Linked DNA regions of Sus scrofa: regions 1 and 3 are each linked to region 2. The links are chromatin contacts, called in public HiChIP or PLAC-seq maps. All regions are on one chromosome and are shown on one strand. The core of a region is the stretch at or near the end of the contact, and the rest is flanking DNA. Distances in the headings are between cores, read along the strand shown.

What was found. HiChIP or PLAC-seq counts read pairs in DNA pulled down with a chosen protein or histone mark.
Region 1: a contact with region 2 is called in an H3K27ac HiChIP or PLAC-seq map of alveolar macrophages, with 3 times the contacts expected there. The contact joins the enhancer-like site here to the promoter of VAV3 in region 2. A contact is called at or near these places in 2 of 5 promoter capture datasets (fetal skeletal muscle and liver), 3 of 47 Hi-C or Micro-C datasets (embryonic fibroblasts, fetal heart ventricle and liver) and 2 of 2 datasets of contacts at active chromatin or transcription factors (alveolar macrophages and skeletal muscle).
Region 3: an H3K27ac HiChIP or PLAC-seq map of alveolar macrophages shows a contact between it and region 2. The contact joins the enhancer-like site here to the promoter of VAV3 in region 2. A contact is called at or near these places in 1 of 5 promoter capture datasets (fetal skeletal muscle), 5 of 47 Hi-C or Micro-C datasets (embryonic fibroblasts, heart right ventricle, liver and 1 more) and 1 of 2 datasets of contacts at active chromatin or transcription factors (alveolar macrophages).

Annotation. Positions count from the first base shown.
Region 1 is chr4:111,717,864-111,721,966 of Sscrofa11.1, reverse strand. LOC106510205 (a long non-coding RNA gene) reads right to left here. Exons shown (of 7, transcript XR_002343539.1): 6 at 3,741-3,902; 7 at 1-1,508. Among named protein-coding and RNA genes, the nearest start is that of VAV3, 110 kb to the left of the region's middle. Within about 2 kb of position 1,311, at least 6 of the 83 cell types and tissues checked have an H3K27ac peak or open chromatin away from gene starts, as enhancers often do. A contact at or near this core is called in alveolar macrophages and skeletal muscle, where this site is marked.
Region 2 is chr4:111,822,899-111,826,875 of Sscrofa11.1, reverse strand. VAV3 (guanine nucleotide exchange factor VAV3) reads right to left here and starts at 1,805. Exons shown (of 28, transcript XM_021090110.1): 1 at 1,511-1,805. The coding sequence starts at 1,714.
Region 3 is chr4:111,742,412-111,746,337 of Sscrofa11.1, reverse strand. The region is part of intron 2 of LOC106510207 (a long non-coding RNA gene); the gene reads right to left. Among named protein-coding and RNA genes, the nearest start is that of VAV3, 81 kb to the left of the region's middle. Within about 2 kb of position 2,492, at least 24 of the 83 cell types and tissues checked have an H3K27ac peak or open chromatin away from gene starts, as enhancers often do. A contact at or near this core is called in alveolar macrophages, liver and retroperitoneal adipose tissue, where this site is marked.

The DNA of each region.
Region 1 (4,103 bases), core at 62-2,561, 100 kb after region 2:
AAATTATGTGACAATGCGTGATGAGAAATAAGCGGGTGGGCTCCTCTGTGACTGACTTGCTCCTTTGAAGCTAGAAAAAAGGGTGACTCTCCCCAAACCACTTTAAGTTCCCTCTTAGCAGTCATTCTGCTACATTTACAATAGAAAAGTTCAAAAATACTGCTCAATCAACAAACACTGGCAAAATAATTTATGGTATACCCTTACAAGAAAATACTAGGCAACCATTTTTTTAAAATTCTCATAGAAGAATATGTAAGGACACGGGGAGATGTTTATAACACATCTGGAAAGTGTAAAAAAATTACCAAAAAGTAGTATGTCCTTTTATACATATGTATGGGCTTCTGTTCTTTTTTGTTCATGTTTTATAATGTGCATTTTCTAATATTTTATAATGGAAATGTTTTACTTTGTAATATGTAAAAAAAAGCAGTTTAAGTATTTTTAATTAAAAAGCAGCCTGAGCCTGTATCGGAGCTGAAAGAAGATTTAGAGCCCAGAGTCTGAGATCCACACAGGTCTTGATGGTCACAGAGCAGTGCTAGTCAATAGGAATAGAGAAGTAGGAGATACAACAAATAGGAGACATCTGTGGCCTTTAGAATTTTCCAGTAGCCACACTGAAGAAACAAAAAGTGGTGAAATTAATGCTGATAATTCGTTGTACCCAATATACCCCAAGTGCTATCCCATTGCAATATGTAATCCATGTGAAAATATTGAAACATTGTGTATTCTTTTTTACCCAGACTGAGAAACCCTTACACTTATAGAACATTTCAAGAGTTTGATAGGCACCTGAGCAGTTCAGGAGGAGGGGGGGAAGCCAGGCTGCAAGAGCCTCAAAGCAAAGCGGGCGGCGGGGGGGGGGTCTCCCCAGCAACTCTTTGGTCTTTGGGGGAGAAAGAACCTGCTCTCTGGGAAACCCCTGTCCTTGGGCCAGAGCTGGGCTTCAGTTAAGGTGAGGAAGCGGGAGGGAACATTCCGTGACAAACAAGTGTGAGAGGGGGCGGGGCGTGTACCGCTGGACGGGGCTGGCAGAGTGCAGGCTGGCAGGGCTGGCAGAAGGCACCACAGTGGGAGGATGGATCAGGGGCGAAAAATGCACAAAACAGCATGGGAATGAGGACAAGCAAGGAAGCGTGTCTGTCCAGAGGGCTCGCGTTTTGGGCGGTGGCCAGGTCTGCCAGGGATGAGAAGCAGGAAATTAATTGGGCTTGTGGTTCCAAACAGACCTTTGGCGAGCAGGTCTGTCGCTGACCTGCTGAGGGAGGCTCGCTCGCCCAAGTCTCTGCAGCCCTTCCCGTCCGGCTGTCCTTCACCTGCCTCCCGTCGCCTGACATCAGCGTGATGCCCTTAATTTTCACCTCTGCACTAGTCAGATGTTCCAGTGAGCTCTGTGTATATCCTGGGAATTCCGAAGTTGAATCTGTAGGGCTAATCCTTCTCCAAGCATTCTGGATCTTCTCCCTCTCTAGGCCCGTTATCAGTCAACCTAAACGAAACTGGGAAGATATGACCGACCAAACAGGATAACAGAGGATACCACGGAGCTAGATGCTGGCAAGATTTTTTTCTGCTTTTCTAAGATATAGAGCTATATAATTGACCCCTTAAATTACCAATTTTCCTAATAAAGCTCACATAGTAATTATTAAGGTAATCTTGGCGTCTATCAAGGGCTCAGTAAACACTTGAAGAAGAATTGAAGGAAATTCTTAAGTGTTCTATCTCCGACTGCATCAAATGACTGCATTGGGGCTATTGTATTTGGGTGCATTTAACAACAACAAAAAAAGCCCAAGTCAAGTAATAGCACTTATGTATTTGTTAGCAAATCCCAGTGGATAACATTGTTCATTGTACGGTTCCAACTTTCCTTGCAAGATCCCACTGAGCATTGTTAGAAATAAACCCCCCAAATCTGTAACTTTTGTAGGGAACTAATCTTCTTCCTTCACCATCAGAAAAACCTCAGAGCACAGGAATCCTCCTCTACAGAGGATATATTTCCTCTGGAATGTTTCCTTGTTTGCAACAGTAAGAACTTCTAGTTAGATGGTTTCTCATTTTGCTCTGGACACCAGGGTATTCAGAGAAAAATCAGATGTCCAAGCAGAAGTTCATTTTGTATTTGTTACTCTTGCAATCCATGCTCGTCATTTCCTATTTGCAATATATTATTGTGCATCCACATGCACACACTTGCATGCATGCCTATGCCTTTTTGGAAGAGATGACACAATGCAATGCTTTAAGTTAATTGCTGCACCATGACACTTGGGCTGAGGAGAGCTGACTTCCAGGCTGGTCTTGCCAGACACCAGCTGGGTGACTTCAGGCAGTTCATTTACCTCCACTACGTTTAGTCTCCTCCTCTACAAAACAGTTACTTAGTCTCTCCCTCATGAAAATTCGAAGATTAATTTAGGTTGCACAAGAGAAAGGAAGTAGCAGGTAGTGCTTCTTCTCCCCCAAACTCTTCTCGTCCTATTTTGGCTGTTTGCCTCCCCTGGCTCCACCCCAGAGCCAGATTCAGCAGATCCCACTCCGGGTCCACTGAGGCACAACCCAAGGGTTGTGACTTAGGCATGTGGACATTTCATACATTTTCCTAAAATAAGCACCAGAATTCAGTGTGTGCCCAGAAGGCTCCTGACACACATGTTATAGCCCCAAGCCCTACAAGTACATGAGTGATGGCTGCTCTTCGGCTCTCTCCAGCTTATGGAAAAATCATTATCTTCTCTTTTTTTGCTTTTTTGCTTTTTAGGGCTGCACCTGAGGCATTTGGAAGTTCCCAGGCTAGCATCGAATCAGAGCTGTAGCTGCTAGCCTACACCATAGCCACAGCAAGGCGGGATCCGAGCCTCATCTGTGACCTACACCACAGCTCACAGCAACATTGGATCCTTAACCCACTGAACCACATCCTCATCGATCCTAGGCAGGTTCATTAACCTCTGAGCCCCAAAGGGAACTCCCCAAAATCGTTATCTTCTACTTCAATCTCTCTCTCTCTCATGGCTGCATCCATGGCATATGGAAATTCCTGGGCCAGGGACTGAATCCAAGCCACAGCAGTGACATATGCTATAGCTGCAGCCATGCTGGATACTTTATCCACTGCCTCAGGCTGGGGATCAGACCCGCACCTCTGCACCAACCCAAGCTGCTGCTGAGATTGGAGTCTTTTTTTTTTTTTTTTTTCTCATTAGGGCTGCATCTGTGCATATGGACGTTCCCTGGCTAGGGGTCAAATCGGAGCTACAGCTGCTGGCTTATGCCACAGCCATGCTTATGCCACAGCTACAGCAATGCTAGATCCAAGCCACATCTGCAAACTACACCACAGCTCATGGCAAAACCAGATCCTTAACCACTGAGTGAGGCCAGGGATCAAATCTGCATCCTCATGGATACTAGTTTGGCTTGTTACCACTGAGCCACAATAGGAACTTTCTCAGATTCTTAACCTATTGCACCTACAGAGGGAACTCCCTTCAATTTCTCTCTTGGGTGAGCAAAGTCCTAAGAGCTATGGCCCAGCAGAAGTATGAGGGGTAAGCCCACCACTAGGCGCCTTTTTCCCAGGGAAGACTCCCCAGTCTCCCCCTCGACATCCCCTCCAGTGTAAGTTAAGTGCCCCTTCTAAGGGCGCATCTGCACCTCACATTATTTCTGTCTCCTTCCTGGACTGTGAGCGCCTTCATATCGGAATATATGTCTTAACTTACCTTAGAATCCCTAGCGTATGTATTGCAGACGTTCAGTGCATGATAAAAAATCATTCCCTTCTTTCCATCTCTCGTGACTTTATTTTGGAATACTGGTTCTACTCTTCCTGTTGTTGGGGTAAGGCTGGGAAATGCTCCGAAAATGATGGTGAGATGGTTTTACTGAGAATTGGGGGAAATAGTAATTAGGAAGGAAGCCAGACGAGGGAAGGAAGGCAATATTTATTGAGTGCCCATTGTATGCCAGGAAATATGCTAGGCAGCCTTGCCTGCACATCTCATTGAATTCTTCCAACCCTTCATTCCTAAATGCTTGGGCTCTCATTAAAGCACTTACCTATTAACCCATATAAGGACATAGAC
Region 2 (3,977 bases), core at 556-3,055:
GGCTCTCACTACTTCCAAGTCTTTTCTTTCATGGGGACTGCTATCCAGCAGGCTGAAGGCAGACAGGCAAGGGATGCAGAATTTGAGGGGTAGAGGGGCCTTGATGAATACTGACATCAAGAATGTGTATGCTCGTAACTTCACGTTTTGGTTTCTGTTTTTTGTTTCTTAGGGCCACACCTGCGGCATATGGAAGTTTCCCAGCTAGAGGTCAAATCGGAGCTGCCGCTGCCGGCCTATACCACAGCTACAGCACCACCAGATAAGAGCCACGTCTGCAAGGCCGGATCCTTAACCCACTGAGTGAGGTCAGGGATCGAAACCGCATCCTCATAGATACTAGTCAGATTCTTCTCTCCCCCCCCCCCCCCCGCCCGCTGAGCCACAGTGGGAACTCCTGTGTGCTCTACCTTTAAATACATACTTATTACATCATATGAAGTCAGTTCCCCTGCAAAAGGCACTGTTCTGGTTGCTCAGTAGCTGAGGCTCTATATCACTCAGGATTAGTGCTAAAATGTGTCGTAGAGGGAACTGTTTCCTCTCCCTTTTAAGCTGAAAGTGGTATTTTACATTCTGAAAGAGCAAACAGATTTGCTGAATTGTGTTTAACAGCTTTCTGCATGAAAAGTTTCTGATGGGACCAAGAAACTACCATTCCACTGCGATGTGACTTTGGGGCGCACTCAAGAGTGCACAGAGCCTTCCAGAGCTGCAATCTTCTTTAACCCCTGGAAGAGTCACCTCCAGGAAAGGCTCCAGCCACAGAAGCCAACCATACACCATACCACCTGAGCAAGCGCGCTGAATGAAAGAAAGCGGAATCTGGAGCGAAACTTCTCGTTTCCTGTAGCTGTTGAGAGAGGTTGGACTCGCTCCTTCCCACATGGCTTAAGTCGAGCTATAAACATAACCATGTAGCCTGCCAGCTGGCCACAAGCTCTGGGGGCTTTCGGGGGCAGCCGCTGTGCTGTGCTCCCTTTTCCTCCTTTTGACCAGTGTCATTCCGCACAGATAACGGTATGAGAACGCCCTCCACTTCCTAGAGTCCTCATTTATGTCATGGTTCCTCTTTCAAGAAAACATGGGGACGAAACGCAAAGCAAAAGAAGAGACTAAAGGCAAAAGTACCCCCCATCAGCGCCCTTCATCCCCCTCCATCGTCCCCATAAAAGAGCAGGTTCAAATTCCTTTTGTTGTTCACCGACACACACACACACACACACACCCCACGTAGGTGAAGGGCACCCAAGACAGCTTGTTCTTTCCCGCCTCACAGAAAGCCCTTACGAAATCCTCCTACCATCTCAGGACGCAGGGCTCTAGCATTCAGCTAAAGAGCTAATAAACCATCTCAAGTCAAGGTCCAAGAAGTGGTCCGCAAAGCAGAAGGCTGCGAGGCAGGGCACGCTGAGCGCACCTAGATGTTTGCATTTACACAAAGAAATTAGCCGGCTGATTAATGGGAGACGCCGGCTGGAGGCGGAGGCGCCCGCGCCGGCCTCCTTACCTGGGACATCTGAGGCCTCAGGTTGATCTCCTTCAGGTTAATAGAGTGCGCCCGGAGGTTGTTGAGCAGCTGGCAGAGCAGGACTCCATCGCGGAGGGTCTGAGCCAGGTCGAACACCTGCGCCGAGTCCCAGGTCACCCGGTGGTTGGCGGGCAGCACCTTGCAGTGGATGAGCCACTGTGCGCACTGCTTCCACGGCTCCATGCCCGACGGCTCCCGGACGCTGCCGGCCCGGGGCAGGCGGCGAGGATGCGGCGGCCGCCGCCGCGGTTCCTCCGCCCCGCCGACGCCAACGCCAGCCGCGGCGGGCCCCTTCCCAACGAGGGTGCGACGGTGCGAGGGAGCCGGCGCCCGGGCGGGTGGATCCGGGGCTTTGCGCGGGGTTCGGCTCCGGTCCCGGCCGAGGTCCGCCGCCGCCCGGCCGCCGCTGCAGCGCGTCCAGCGCTCTCTCCGTGCGCTCCGGCCGGCTCGGCGGCGACCGCCGCGCACAGGCTTCCGACTCGCGAGCCCGGCGCCGGGCAACTGAGCATGCCCAGCGCGCCGGCCGGTCTCGCTGCCGTCTGCGAGTCCCCAGAGGCGCGGGTGGGAGAGCGCGCGCCGCCCTGGCCTGGGGTCGGCGGCCCGGGCGCGGAGGGGAGGAGGCGGGGGCGGGATGGCCGAGGGGATCCCGGCGCTCCCGCCCACCGCCCCCCCAGGTTGGCGAGGCTCACACAGCCCCAAGCGTCTGAAGATCTTCTACCGGGACGCCTTCCCGGTTTGGGGAGAGAGTATCTGAACACTGTAATTCTGCGGGGGTTCCTGTTAGGACCCCCTAAACCGCGAGCACAATTTTTAAAGGATCTGAGAGGAGGGAAGGATTAATTGGGGCATCGGGACTCCCCGGGGGGAGGGCACAGAGCATCCTGAGAATGCAAGGCTGAAAGTTTTAGAGATCGTTGCCCCCGCAACCCTTCCACCCGCTAAATTCTCTTCCTGCAGATAATTCCAGTTCCTCCAAGTTAGTTGCTCTTAAAGCTGTTTGGGCACCTTAAAAGCGTGTGTTTGGAGACGCCTGCAGAAACCCGCCCCCCACCCCGAGCCTATTTCAACAAGAGATATTTTTCACTTAGAGATGGTGTCCCTCTCCCGTCGCAGGTTCGGAACTGTTGGGCGCCGCAGGCCCGGCCCTTTTGCTGACCGCACAAAAAACCTGCGGGAGAGAAATAGGCCTGTGAAACGCCCAGGAGTTCCCGGCGGCCACACTGCGCATGCGTGGGCGCCCCGGGCCGGGGTTTGAGAGCAGTTAACAGCAGTCTTCAGCGGCACGGGTAGGGCTAAGCTGGGGGACGTGTAGTGAAAGTTGGAACAGGACCCCAGAACTCTAGTGCTGGCTGAGCAGCGCCTGTGCATTTCTTAAATCTTTGGGGGTTGCCCAACGCTGGCCCCTTTTACTCCCACCGTCCCTCAAAACCAAAAATAGTGTTTGAATTCTTTTTCTCAAGGTATTACCACATCCAGCTCTTGCCGTTCTGTGTAAATGTGATTCTGGGTCACTGTTTCGAGAGGTATTCTTTTACATTTTGAAAATAAAAATGAAATATGAAATCTGGGATTTTACATCATTTTTTAATTTTACGTTTCCGTAGTTCAAACTTTCTATTATGAATCACATTAATTTGATAAGCAGGGCAAAATATTATGTTTAAAAGTATTTCTGATAAGGACAGGGACTGCATGCCTTTCCACTAGCCTGTGACAAGAGCAGCACACGGTGAATGTTAAACAATAACTCAGCCTGAGGATTTCCTTTCCTCACGGGCATCCTTCCCCAGCCACTTCCTCTTGTGTTCAAACTAGATTGCACCAATGGTACAATGTTTCCTAACCTGTAATTTTGGCAAATATATCCTCCTAAACTTATCATCTTTAGAAACAAAATCCAACACATGTGAATCACCCGTGCAGTACAAGGTCCTGCATAAAGAGAAATTTAAAAAGAAAAGAAGTTTCACGGAGTTTCCTTGTGATGCAGTGGGTTAAGGATCCAGCGTTGTCACTGCAATGGCTGGGGTCACTGCTGCAGTGTGGGTTCAGTCCCTGACTGGGGAACTTCCACATGCTGTGGGTGTGCCAAAAGACAAACAAACAAAAACTGGAAAAGAAGTTTCATTAAAAAGGATGAAATAGTTGGAGTTCCCGTTGTGGCGCAGCGGTTAACGAATCAGACCAGGAATTATGAGGTTGCGGGTTCAGTCCCTGGCCTCGCTGAGTGGGTTAAGGATCCGGCATTGCCGTGAGCTGTGGTGTGGGTTGCAGATGAGGCTCAGATCCTGCGTTGCTGTGGCTCTGGCATAGGCCGGTGGTTACAGCTCCGATTAGACTCCTAGCCTGGGAACCTCCATATGCCATGGGAGCAGCCCTAGAAAAGGCAAAAAGACCAAAAAAAAAAAAAAAAAAAAAGGAAGAAATAGTTAACAAAAATATAAAT
Region 3 (3,926 bases), core at 1,243-3,742, 81 kb after region 2:
TTCTTACTCCTCCTTCCTTCAGTACTCTGCTTGGGCCGCTTTCCTGACTTCTTGGGCTGTGTCAGTGCTTCTCCTCTCCCCACCTGTACATTTTGCTAACCTCTATTAGAGCCGCCCCCACACTGCATGGTAACTACTGGGTAGATTTTCTGTTTTTCCACCAAACTGTGAGCTCTTTAAGACAAGGAATCATCTGTGCCCCAATAGTAAATATTTCCTGTATATTCAATATCTAACTAGTGGTTGACTGAATGAATGAATGGATAATGGATGAATGGACGGATGGATGGAGCTGTTCATGAGGATTGTGCAATAGGGAGAGAGTCTCTGTTGCCATAGTAACCTGCAAATATAAATACAAATGCCCTCATGAGATGATGGTTGATTCTGTGAAAGAAATGGTACACAAAAAAGAAGCTGACCAAAGGCCAAGAGGCCAAAGAAATGGACTGAAACATAGACATATTATCCTTGGCCATCAGTTACTAACTCCAAAGTAAGAAGGGATTGGTGAAATCTCATCTTACATTTATGGACCCTGTTTATGGTAATATAAGAGTATAATGAGCTATATATATTTGTTTTGATTGCTCAGTAAATTTGTTTACAATTTTGTCCATGATGCATAAATTGAATTATTGTGAAATAATCCAATTTGTTAAAATTCTAAAGTTTAAATCCCTAACTAGACATTGAAATTAGAAACCACTGTCTCCAGATGTATCCTTTCAACCATCAAGAGGCTACAGCCTAAGCAAGAATGGACTGTTTCAGCAGCAGGTCTTGGAGTTCCTGTTGTGGCTCTGTGGTAACAAACCTGACTAGTATCCATGAGAATGTAGGTTCAATCCCTGGCCTTGCTCAGTGGGTGAAGGATCCGGTGTTGCCAAAAGGTGCAGCATAGGTTGTGGATGCGGCTTGGATTCTGCGTTGTTGTGGCTGTGGTGTAGGCTGGCAGCTGCACTTCCGATTTGACCCCTAGCCTGGGAACTTCCATATGCCATAAGTGCAGCCCTAAAAATAAAAATAGAATAAAATAAAAGAAAAGAAGGTCCTTAGGTGACTACCTGGTAATTGAAGAAGCAGGTAGAGAGGAGGTAAAAAAAAAAAAAGTTTGTATCTGAAAAATAATAATAGCAGCATTTATGGAGGGCTTTCTAGATGCCAGGCGGTGGGTTAAATCCCTTCCATTCATTATCTCACAAAAGCCTCGCATCAATCCTATGAGACTGTGTTATTATGCCATCTTACTGAGAGAGAAAGAGAGGTTCTGATGGGGCTAAGCAAATTTCCTGAAGTTGGGAGCTCCCAGGGGCAGAGCTATGATTCCCAGTCATTCTCACTCAAAACCTGTGCTTTCCACGGCTCATTTGCTCCACTCTCCTGCCGCTCTGAACTTACTCAGCCCAGGATCCCTCTAACGGGCAGCAGAGATGTCTGGCTAAGACCAAAAGCAAGCACCGTAAATGATGTACCACGTGTCGTGATTGCTTCACAGCCAAGTCACCTCCTAGGAAAGGATTTTTCTCTGGTCTGGCAACTTCAGCTCATCCCTCCCATTCGGCTCAAAGGGCCCCTCCACCAGAGGGGGCGCCCTGCCCAGTCCTCTAACACCAAGCCGACTGTCCTGCCTCTGTCCACATGTCTGTACATCTCTATAAGGAGGTTTGGCGGGTTTTTTAACCCCGTGCGGTTAGAGTCTTCCTGCCTGTCTCCGTAATGGAACCGGGAGCTTCTTGAAGAAAGGAAAGACGTCTCACTTGTCTCCCATCACCAGCATCTCTCACGGCGCTGGGTCCACACAAACCTGGCAGATGCTTCTAGAATGATTAAATGAGGGAGTTATAAAAACAATGAGGTGAGGTGGCAGCACAGTCTGAGATGAGGGAAAAAACGAGAACCAGCGTCTGCTGGCTCCTGCACACAGGATATGACCCAGACTTCCTCTGCTTGACAAGCGATGCTCCTATTTTGAATGGTCGCAGGAGCGAAAGGAAGAAACTAGAAGAGCCATGGGAAGACAGAAGCAGAGATTTTCCTGTTCCTGGGCTCCCCCTGGGCGGTGGGCTTTGCCTGGGATTGGATCAGGGCCTTCTGTCCACACAGGACACTGTGCCCCTGTGTGGGGCCGGGGGTCACCTTCTAATTGTGAACTATCTATGGATTCTGAACACAGGCCTCTATGCCAAACAGCACCCACACGCTTGCAAAATCCCAAACCAACTCAGCACACACTCAAGCTGCACGCCGGTCCACTATTTCCACATTTGCTGGCTCTCTCCGCAAACACCTTGCGGAGAGGGGACACGGGCGTTCTTGAAGCCACTGTCTTTTTAGAGCCATCCGTCATGCCCACGTGGAATGCTGGCAGTCCCCCACAGTGACAGACTCCTAAATTGTCATGACCTAATTTTGAAAGAGAAGGAGAGGCCTCCTGCAGCCCACGCCTTCTGGGTGTGCACAGGAAAAGCCCTTCTGCCAGAGGACTTGGCCCAGAGATAGCGTGCTTCGACTGTTTAATGTTACACGCAGTTTTCAGCTCACAGACTAAACTTCGGAGAGAAAAAAAGGAAGCCGAAATATCTCTGTCAGCTCTGGCCCTCAGAGCTGGAAGGAGTCTCTTTCCTACAAGACACAGAAAGAAAAGCAAACCACTCAGTCCTGGCCTTTATTTCCGCTTATATACATTGTCTCTCTCTCCCTCGCTCTCTCCTTCCCTGCCTCTCTCTCTCCTTCCCTGCCTCTCTCTCGCTCTCTCTTTCACACACAGACACACTCACACACACAGACACACACGCCACAACATGATCCCTAAGCAGAACAAGTGACACTCAGTCTCCAGGACTTTGCCACTCCCAACATCATGTTTTTTTCTTTTTTTTTCTTTGTGTGTGTGTGTGTGTGTGTGTGTGTGTGTTTATACCCATACCCGAGGCATATGGAGGTTCCCAGGCAAGGGGTCAAATTGGAGCTGTAGCTGTTGGCCTTTGCCAGAACCACAACAATGCAGGATCCAAGCCATGTCTGTAACCTACACCACAGCTCATGGCAACGCCAGTTCCCCGACACGATTCGTTTCCACTGTGCCACAACAGAAACTCCCATGTTTCTTTCTTTCTTTTTCTTTTTTTGATGGATAAAAAGGCTTTCCCCCCCATTTATAATGATTTTTATTTTTTCCATTATAGCTGGATTACTGTGTTCTGTCCATTTTCTACTGTACAGGAAGGTGACTCATTTACACATACATGTATACATTCTTTTTTCTCCCATTATCATGCTCCATCATAAGTGACCAGACATAGTTTCCAGTGCTATACAGCAGGCTCTCATTGCTGATCCATTCCAAAGGCAATAATGTGCATCTATTAATCCCAAATTCCTAATCCATCAACAGATGATTGGATTAAGAAGATGTGGTATATATACACAATGGAATACTACTCAGCCATTAAAAAGAACAAAATAATGCCATTTTCAGCAACATGGATGAAACTAGAGACTCTCATCCTGACTGAATTAAGTCAGAAAGAAAAAGACAAATACCATATGTTATCACTTATATCTGGAATCTAATATACAGCACAAATGAACCTATCTACAGAAAAGAAACTCATTGACATGGAGAACGGGCTTGTGGTCGCCAAGGGGGGGGTGGGGTGGACTGGGAATTTGAGGTTAATACCTGTTTATTTCTTATGCTTTCGCAGTACTTGCTTTTAGCCAGCAAGAAGGACAAACACATACATGAACAGCCCTATTTTGGAAGTTCTTTCCTTCCAGCTGAGGATTTTAAAAAAGAAGTTCAATCATCTAGTTATCACCTCATATAGCAATTGTTCAGGCTTTTAGGGTCTTTTCTATATTGATCAATTAAAAAATACAGTTTTCTCAGCAAAGGGTAGTGCCTGGCATTCAGTAAGTGT